Linked DNA regions of Mus musculus: region 1 is linked to region 2. A link is a contact called in public ChIA-PET data. All regions are on one chromosome and are shown on one strand. The core of a region is the stretch at or near the end of the contact, and the rest is flanking DNA. Distances in the headings are between cores, read along the strand shown.

What was found. ChIA-PET counts read pairs in DNA pulled down with a chosen protein or histone mark.
Region 1: a contact with region 2 is called in an RNA polymerase II ChIA-PET map of memory CD8 T cells, with 39 read pairs. The contact joins two enhancer-like sites. A contact is called at or near these places in 1 of 15 datasets of contacts at CTCF or cohesin (large pre-B cells), 2 of 484 Hi-C or Micro-C datasets (CD4 T cells and pancreatic cancer cells), 2 of 115 datasets of contacts at active chromatin or transcription factors (embryonic stem cells and memory CD8 T cells) and 1 of 9 other capture datasets (embryonic stem cells).

Annotation. Positions count from the first base shown.
Region 1 is chr3:85,125,641-85,129,201 of GRCm38.p6, reverse strand. No RefSeq gene overlaps it. Among named protein-coding and RNA genes, the nearest start is that of Gm31096, 5.4 kb to the right of the region's middle. Within about 2 kb of position 1,976, at least 47 of the 459 cell types and tissues checked have an H3K27ac peak or open chromatin away from gene starts, as enhancers often do. A contact at or near this core is called in memory CD8 T cells, where this site is marked.
Region 2 is chr3:84,677,233-84,680,975 of GRCm38.p6, reverse strand. All of the region lies in intron 1 of Tmem154 (transmembrane protein 154), which reads right to left. Among named protein-coding and RNA genes, the nearest start is that of Tmem154, 13 kb to the right of the region's middle. Within about 2 kb of position 2,150, at least 92 of the 459 cell types and tissues checked have an H3K27ac peak or open chromatin away from gene starts, as enhancers often do. A contact at or near this core is called in memory CD8 T cells, where this site is marked.

The sequences.
Region 1 (3,561 bases), core at 727-3,226, 450 kb before region 2:
TCTCCACAACCAGTTCTCTCCACTCCTCACAGTGCCTAGAAGACACTCAACCCCTCCAGGTCTTTCCATCTGCTGTTTTGCAAGGACCACATTTTATACTGCAAGACAGAAGCTGGTAGAGGTCACAGAGTGGTTGTGCTCAGCAGTTGATATTTAGGAAAAGGAGAGGAGGGTCCTACTAAAAGGTGGGCAGGGGAAAGCCTGCAACAGACACTGAAGGTGTCAGAGTCCAGTGGAGGGAGTTGCAGGCATTGCGGGATCAAGGGAGGCTGGATTGCTTCTCATCACTCTCTCTCAGCCTCTCACTCTTGCTCAATTTTGCCTCCAAACTATTCACCTTATGCTCAGGGAGAACTGTTCACTAAGCACCCCAGTTGCAGACGGAGGCACACCCTGACCAACAGCAGCTGTTGCCTCCTCTATTATTAAACATCTCCAGGGTGGAGGCACTGAGGTTCCCTGGTCCACCTTTGCCCTCCGCCCCACCCGCATGCCAGCTGTCTTTCCCAGTTTCCCCAACGTTGTCATGATCTCAACGTTTCTGACCCCACCCCTCTCCAAACTTGTGACTCTCCTTAGACGCAAACAGCAATGCAACTGAGTCCATCCCATCCCCGAATGACTCCGTAGGACACTTCTCTACAGTTCCATGGTTTTCATGGACCATGAACCATCATGATCGCTTCAGGAAGCAAGACTCCCCAGCTCTCTCCAGCATCCTTCTTCCATTGATTGCTTCCACAGTGGACTCCATCCACAGAGTTCCAGCTGGTGACATGCCTTTTGTATCTAGCTTGTATTTCTTGGTGTTTCTGTAGCTTTGTGATTCAGCCTGTAGCATCTGAATGGAAGAGAGGTGTCAAATCCAAGTTAGCTTTAACCTTCCAACAAATCTCTTAGCCTGGGATCCAGCATCTTCTTCCTTCTCTTTCCTAGAGATGGAGTTGATGAACTGACAGGTCACAAAGCAGAACTGTCACCTACGCACACGTCTTTGGAGTATTTCGTGGGAAGGAAAGGGTGACTGTTTTAAGGTGTAATTAACACTCCCCCCTCCGGCCAAATGCACAGAACTTAGATATTTCCTTCACTAAGTTTTGACAGTTGTATTTTTGACAATTGGAAGAGAAGCAAGCACACCAAACGAGGAACATCCATGTTATACAAACCACTGCATTTAGGACCCTGTCTGTTACGATAACTTAACCTATAAATCTAGCTAGTGTGCCTCATACCTGCCTCTCTGCCTCCAGCCCTCTTAATCCACCAAGACCTTCCTCATCAGCCAGAGTAGGTGTTCTGCATTCCCGATGGAGGCCTAAGCCTTCCTCTAAAATCAACCCACCGGACACTTCATACATATGTCCCTTTTCTGTCCTAGTGAGAACTGTCTTTCTTTATGCAGGGGTGATGGCTTCTGACTTGTCTCACTCACAGGTTGTGGGTTTTTTGTAGGCCAAAGGAAGTGCCCTTGACACTGGGCATTTCTAGTTTCTCTTAGTCAGACATGAAAGGTAACTGAAATAACTGGCTGACTCTTTCAGCCATTACTCAGAAGTCACACCAAAATTTGTTACATCTCTTTCTTTTGTATAATTAATATTTTAAAGTATTGCTTAACAACTTCGCACAAGTATACAATGTATCTTGATCATATCTATCCTCAACTCCCTCTGGATTCCAGACACATATGCCTCTCCCACCTTTCCTGCCTGTATCACTGTCACTTCCTCCTGCCTCTTCCTCTTCCCCCTGCTGTTCCCCCTCCTCCTTCCCCTCCTCTCCTTTTTCCCCACTGAGGTCAACAGTACTACCTGCATAAGCGCAGGCAACCTACAAGCAGCCATATCATGAAGAAGACTCCTCCCGCTCCAGCAGCCAACAATGGCCCATAGCCTCTAGGTTAAGGACGGGGCCTCATGAGCCCCTCCCTACCCACATCTCTATCTATGCAGTTATTGGCTGGCTTGATCTTGTGGAAACTTCTTGGGTGCAGCTATGTTTGAAGTCTGTCTCTGTGTTACTGCAGTGAATGGTGCATACAAGGGCTTATGAATCTGAGGTGAAAAATCGCACTGCGGGGGGAAAAAACCGCTTTCTGTTTAATGTTGCTACAAAAGAACCGGAAGTGACCTGCCCAGGAAACCCTTAACTGAAAGTAATGGGTTTTGACTGAATGCCACACCTGCCGATTATGTCACCCTTTAAGATGAAAAGCTGGGTGGCTGTCATATGCTATGGACCTGACTTCCCATTGTGACTGTAATCTCTGGGTACACATCTCCAAGAGAAAGGGACCTGTTAAAATTTGCTGTGACTTGGCTGAAAATTTTTGGTTTACAAATAGAAGGGTGAAGGGTGGGACTGGGAAAGAGGAGGGAGGAGGGCTGCGATCAGGATGTAAAGTGAATAAATATATAAATAAATAAATGAAAAATTAGAAACACAAATAGAAGGTTGAGACAAATACACTAATATCTAAATAATGCTATCAGTTTGTTTTGCTAGAAGATAAAGGGACAGGAAGTCTACCCCATAGGTCTCCTAGAGTCTTAAAATCTCATAATTAGGACTTAGTAGAAAAAGAACTGATTACTGCAGAGACAGAATCACTCCTGATTTTAGCAACTGTCTAATCCTGCAGGGCTGCAGAGGGCCCTAGGGACGAGTGCATTCTGTCTTCCTGGGCCAGCCTAAGTCTCTCCTCGGGCTTCACCCCACAGCAGCCTCTGCTTTCCACCCTCCACCTGCCAGTCTACTGCTGCAAGCATTTGCTAAGAAAGGCTCCGTTCCGGTCCTTACATGATAGCCTTGGGCTGGAACCTATCTCAGCCTTGCTTCTCAGGCTCCCTTCCTGGACAGGAAGCTGCCTGAGGACTGATGGAGGGAAGTGGGGGACAGGAAGGGAAGGACAATCCTGCATGACTAGAGTTGTGCATTAGTATGGGCCCCGCTACCTTGAGCCTCCACCATGCAGCACCTGGGTGATGCGCCTAGGAAACTTCCGTTAGCCGGAAGTTTCCTATCATGCTGAGTTCCAGAGAAGGGAAGCAAAGGGTGGGGGGTGAGAAAGTAGGTGAGCATCCCCAGAACTGCCTGATTGCCTGCCAAGAGACTTACACATACCATTCTTGCTTTGCAAGAGAAAATAGATCATTGTAGTTGTTTGAGACAGGATCCATGTAGCCCAAGCTGCCCTTGAACTTGCTATATAGCCAAGGATGGCCTCAAGCTCCCAGTGATCCTTTGGCCACCTCCCTGATGCTGGAATTGCAGGCTTGTGTCACCATAGTCAGCTTATGAGGAGCTGGGGATTGCACTCAGAACTTTGGGAAAAGTAGGCAGGCAGCGACCCAGCCACACCCCTGGTCTCAGAAAAAAAAAAAAAGATAATTTCTCAAACCTCTTCTTACTAAGGATGTCAGGCTTCTGTCCCCAAGTCCTCCATCCTGTCCTCTCAGTCCTACAGTCTGACTCGGTATGTGGCTTCCACTCCGGGCTTGGTCCTTGCCCAGGCTCTAGATGGGTGATGACTTCAGCCAAGAGAGATCAGGGGAGCCT
Region 2 (3,743 bases), core at 901-3,400:
GCTCTACCACAAAGGTAAACCCCAGAGTGCTCTCTCTCTCTCTCTCTCGCTCACTCGCTCGCTCTCTCTCTCTCTCTTATGCAGGCCTTCATTTTCAGAGACTCCTATGATAACCTTCCATATCACTCTCCATGTTCTAGTGGGGTTTAACCTCATAAAAGCCCCCAGATAAATAATAGTAAATGGGCCGAAGGAGTGTTTATTGATTGCTAGACTAAACTCCGCCCCTCCCACGGCACATGACACCCCATGTCTTCTAGTCTGACCTTTATAACTTCAGTGTCCACACTTTGCAGATGAATATATGAAATTATCTTTCCCCAGGGAGTAGTCCAGTCTCTTGAGCTAAATTCCATGAATGCATAAAGAACCTGTTTGTTAGTTTATTGTCTTTTTGAAAGTAAATGGAGCCAAGAGTGGTGGTGCATGCTTTTAATCCCATGCACCACCAAGACAAGCCTGGCTCAAAAACTGGCAGATCTCTGAGTTCAAGGCCAGCCTGGTTTACAAAGCGAATTCCAGGACCCAGGATGGCAAGAACTACACAGAGAAACCCTGACTTAAGAAAAAAAAAATAGTTAGAAAACCGGAAGCAAGAAAACCAAGGTGGGACTCAGACTCAGCACAAGAACCAGAGGTGCTAAAGTGGTGGTGGATGGAGCTAGCAGAAGGCAGCTCAGGGACTTTCCCCCAAAGCTCCCACACACACCCCGCCACTGAGTTAAAGCAGCTTTTAACCCAATGGAAGTCGGGGAGCCCCTAAACCGCCGCTCAGCCTCAGGCAACCCCATGGGCTCTAGCACTTGCCTTTGCTTTGTGAAGAACGGCAATAACTGGTGCCATGTCACACAGCACTAGAGTCTAGCACCTAGCACCCTGGCCATAAAACAGATCTCCAGAAAATGAGCGCTACCTAGGTTAAGTAAGCTCCACGGGGCTTTCAGGTTTTCTTCTTTTGCCTCAGACACCCTACATATCCACTCCTTCCCCGACTCCATGTTCATAACGAAGGAACCCTGGAAGAGCCCTTCCCATTTTAGAACTTGTTCCCTAAAAGTGCTCCGGAAGGCAGGTGAGTGGGTAAGTGCCGTGCCTTCTCAGCCTGGGGCACAGACACCAGGGCGGCATACCTGATGTCAACTTTGTTCGTCTACCTATCTTCTTTCCTGGTGTGCTTCTTGGTTGTCCCTCGGGAGTTCCGCCCACCTGCTATAACTTCCTCATTTATTCTCATATTTCGGGGCTAACAATTTGGATATTATTCAGGACATGAGTGGTGGGGATGGGGATAAAATTGGCAGAGCTGAGGGTGGGGTGAGGATACAGTGGGTGTGGAAAGAAGAGGTGTCAGCAAGCAAAAGGCAGAAGAAACCCTGAAGGCAGTGTGTGAAATGCAGGTAGGCCTTGCCTGCCACCGGTCAGCAGGGCTCCAACAGGAGTGTTCTGATGGCTGGCCTGGTCATGGTTATATCAAGTGACCCCATCCCAAACTTCCCAGAGCTCCTTCATTTCATCATTTCTCCTTCTGGTCCTTAAAGAATGACTCAATGTCACCTTTTAACATCACAATGTCACTGTCAGAAACTTGAAGGTAGGCTACATCTCATCATCTGACTGTTCGGCCCTGAGTCAGCAGATACTAAAGAAGGCTCACTTACAAATGCTTGTTGACGGTATTTATGCAAACACATCTGGGACTCACAGGGTGCACATCTGGTGAGGACCCCGGAGAAAATCTTTGTGAGTCGGGGAAGAAATGAGATGAGGTCTGATAGCTCCAGTATCTGAGCCTCACGCATGCCTGTGTCATCGTCCTGAGGACAGCCACTGAGTGGAAATGAGTTTGCTTCTTGGTGAAGCAAGCCAGCTAACTTCTCTCTTTTTTTTTTTTTGAAAGTGGAACAAATGTGTAATCGAGATCTCTAGGTTTTGTGGTTGCTGCTGTGCTGTTAAGCTAGTGCTAGAGTGAGGATAAAGAGCATGTGGTTGGATGGTGCTGGGGACCTTTTGCTTGCTAAGCATGTGCTCTACCACTCAGTACACCCTGACCCTTCTTGGTTTTGAAATGGGGAGTACCCCCACTTCCCTGCTAAGGACCCACAAACTAAAGCAACAATAGAAGAGGGCTTCCTAATTCAGGATATCGTGCCCTGTGCTGGGCCTGTTCTTGCCTTTGTTGATTTTGCCGAGTGTGTGCCCCAATGACTTAGGTACTTATAACTCAGACAGTGAAATGGAACAAGGCACACCTGGTGTCCTGTGCTCTCTCTCCTGTTCTGTGGACTAACCGACCACATGTGTGACTTTGAGGATACTCAAGAAACTAAACCCAAGAGTTCTACCTAAGTATCACCCCTGACATCTGCATGGAGCAAAGAGTGAGGAGCCCAAAGTCTGTTAGAAAAAGATTAAAATAATAGCTAAATAAATAAATAGGAAACCAAGTGGGTATAGGGATATAGCTCAGGTGATAAAGGCTTGTCCGGCGTGAAGCCCTGGGTGTAACTTCAGCTCTGGGGAAAACTAAGCATGCCTGCAGTCCAAGCTCTTTGGAGGTAGAGGCAAGAAGATCACAAGTTCGAAGTCATCCTTGACTACTACGCGAGCTCCTGTCTCAAACAATAAAGTTCAGAAGCCAAGGTCATCTTTGCCTTAGCTGCACATTCCCACTGCCTGAGCACCTTGCATGCCTGATACTCAGGTCTCACTCACATGGTATCTATATCAGAGGCTGGGATGAAGGCTGGGAGAATTACCTGCAGGGGAATGCAGGGTGCAGTCAAGGTTGAGACCAACCTCTAAACTCTCTGCTTCTAGCCCTTCCTTGGGCTAACAACTCAACTCACTCTTGTTCTGCTGTTCGTTCTGTAAACTTGACAAGACTCAAACTCAAGGCCCTGGAAACCTAGGACCCAACTCTCTCAGCTGAACTTGATGCTTAAGGTTATCATTGAAAGCTGAGTTTCTGGATGATGCTGGGCAGATATATCATGACAGGAGCACTCCCCTTCCTGAATAAGTCTGAGAGATGGGAACCTGAGTCTCCCCGAAAAGGTCTGCTGATGGCATGGCATGGTGGTTTAAGCCTCCAGTCTTTGGAACTATCCAGGAAGCTTCATAAAGCATAGACTGCCAGGTTCTTCTCCCAGAGTCCTGACATAGTGGGTTTGAGTTAAAGCTCAAGACAGTTCACTGGTCTGAGAGTTGTTGCCTAAATAATTTCATTTTGTGATTAATAATGATCAGTTGTCCCAACAGCTATTTTCCCGCAGTTTCACCAGTTACTTGATGCTGTGTAGGGATGTATCCTGGGTAACAGGATGTATGTCTAGAAGCAGTCCTAGGACCTTCCTCATGCTACACACACACACACACACACACACACACACACACACACACACAGAGTCCTCTGGTGAGTGATAGCCCTAGTCCTAATAATATTTCCTTAAAGTCTTCCTAGATGACTCTGGTAAATAAGCTTGCTGGCCTAAGAATTACTGAATTAAACCATGAGTGAGTGGACAGTGTCTTAATTTGCTGTGACTCACAATGACAGACTTATTAATTTAAGTGTGATTGGGAGCCACATGCCAAAAGGAACCTTGGGAGCAATCTGAATAGGTACATACACCATTAATCAGTTATTTTTTCTAGTGATCACTTTTTCAAAATTAATTGTTTTGCATTTGTGGTACCTGATTATAGGGTGGCCAGGAACAAAACTGGAACAAATGACCGTGGCA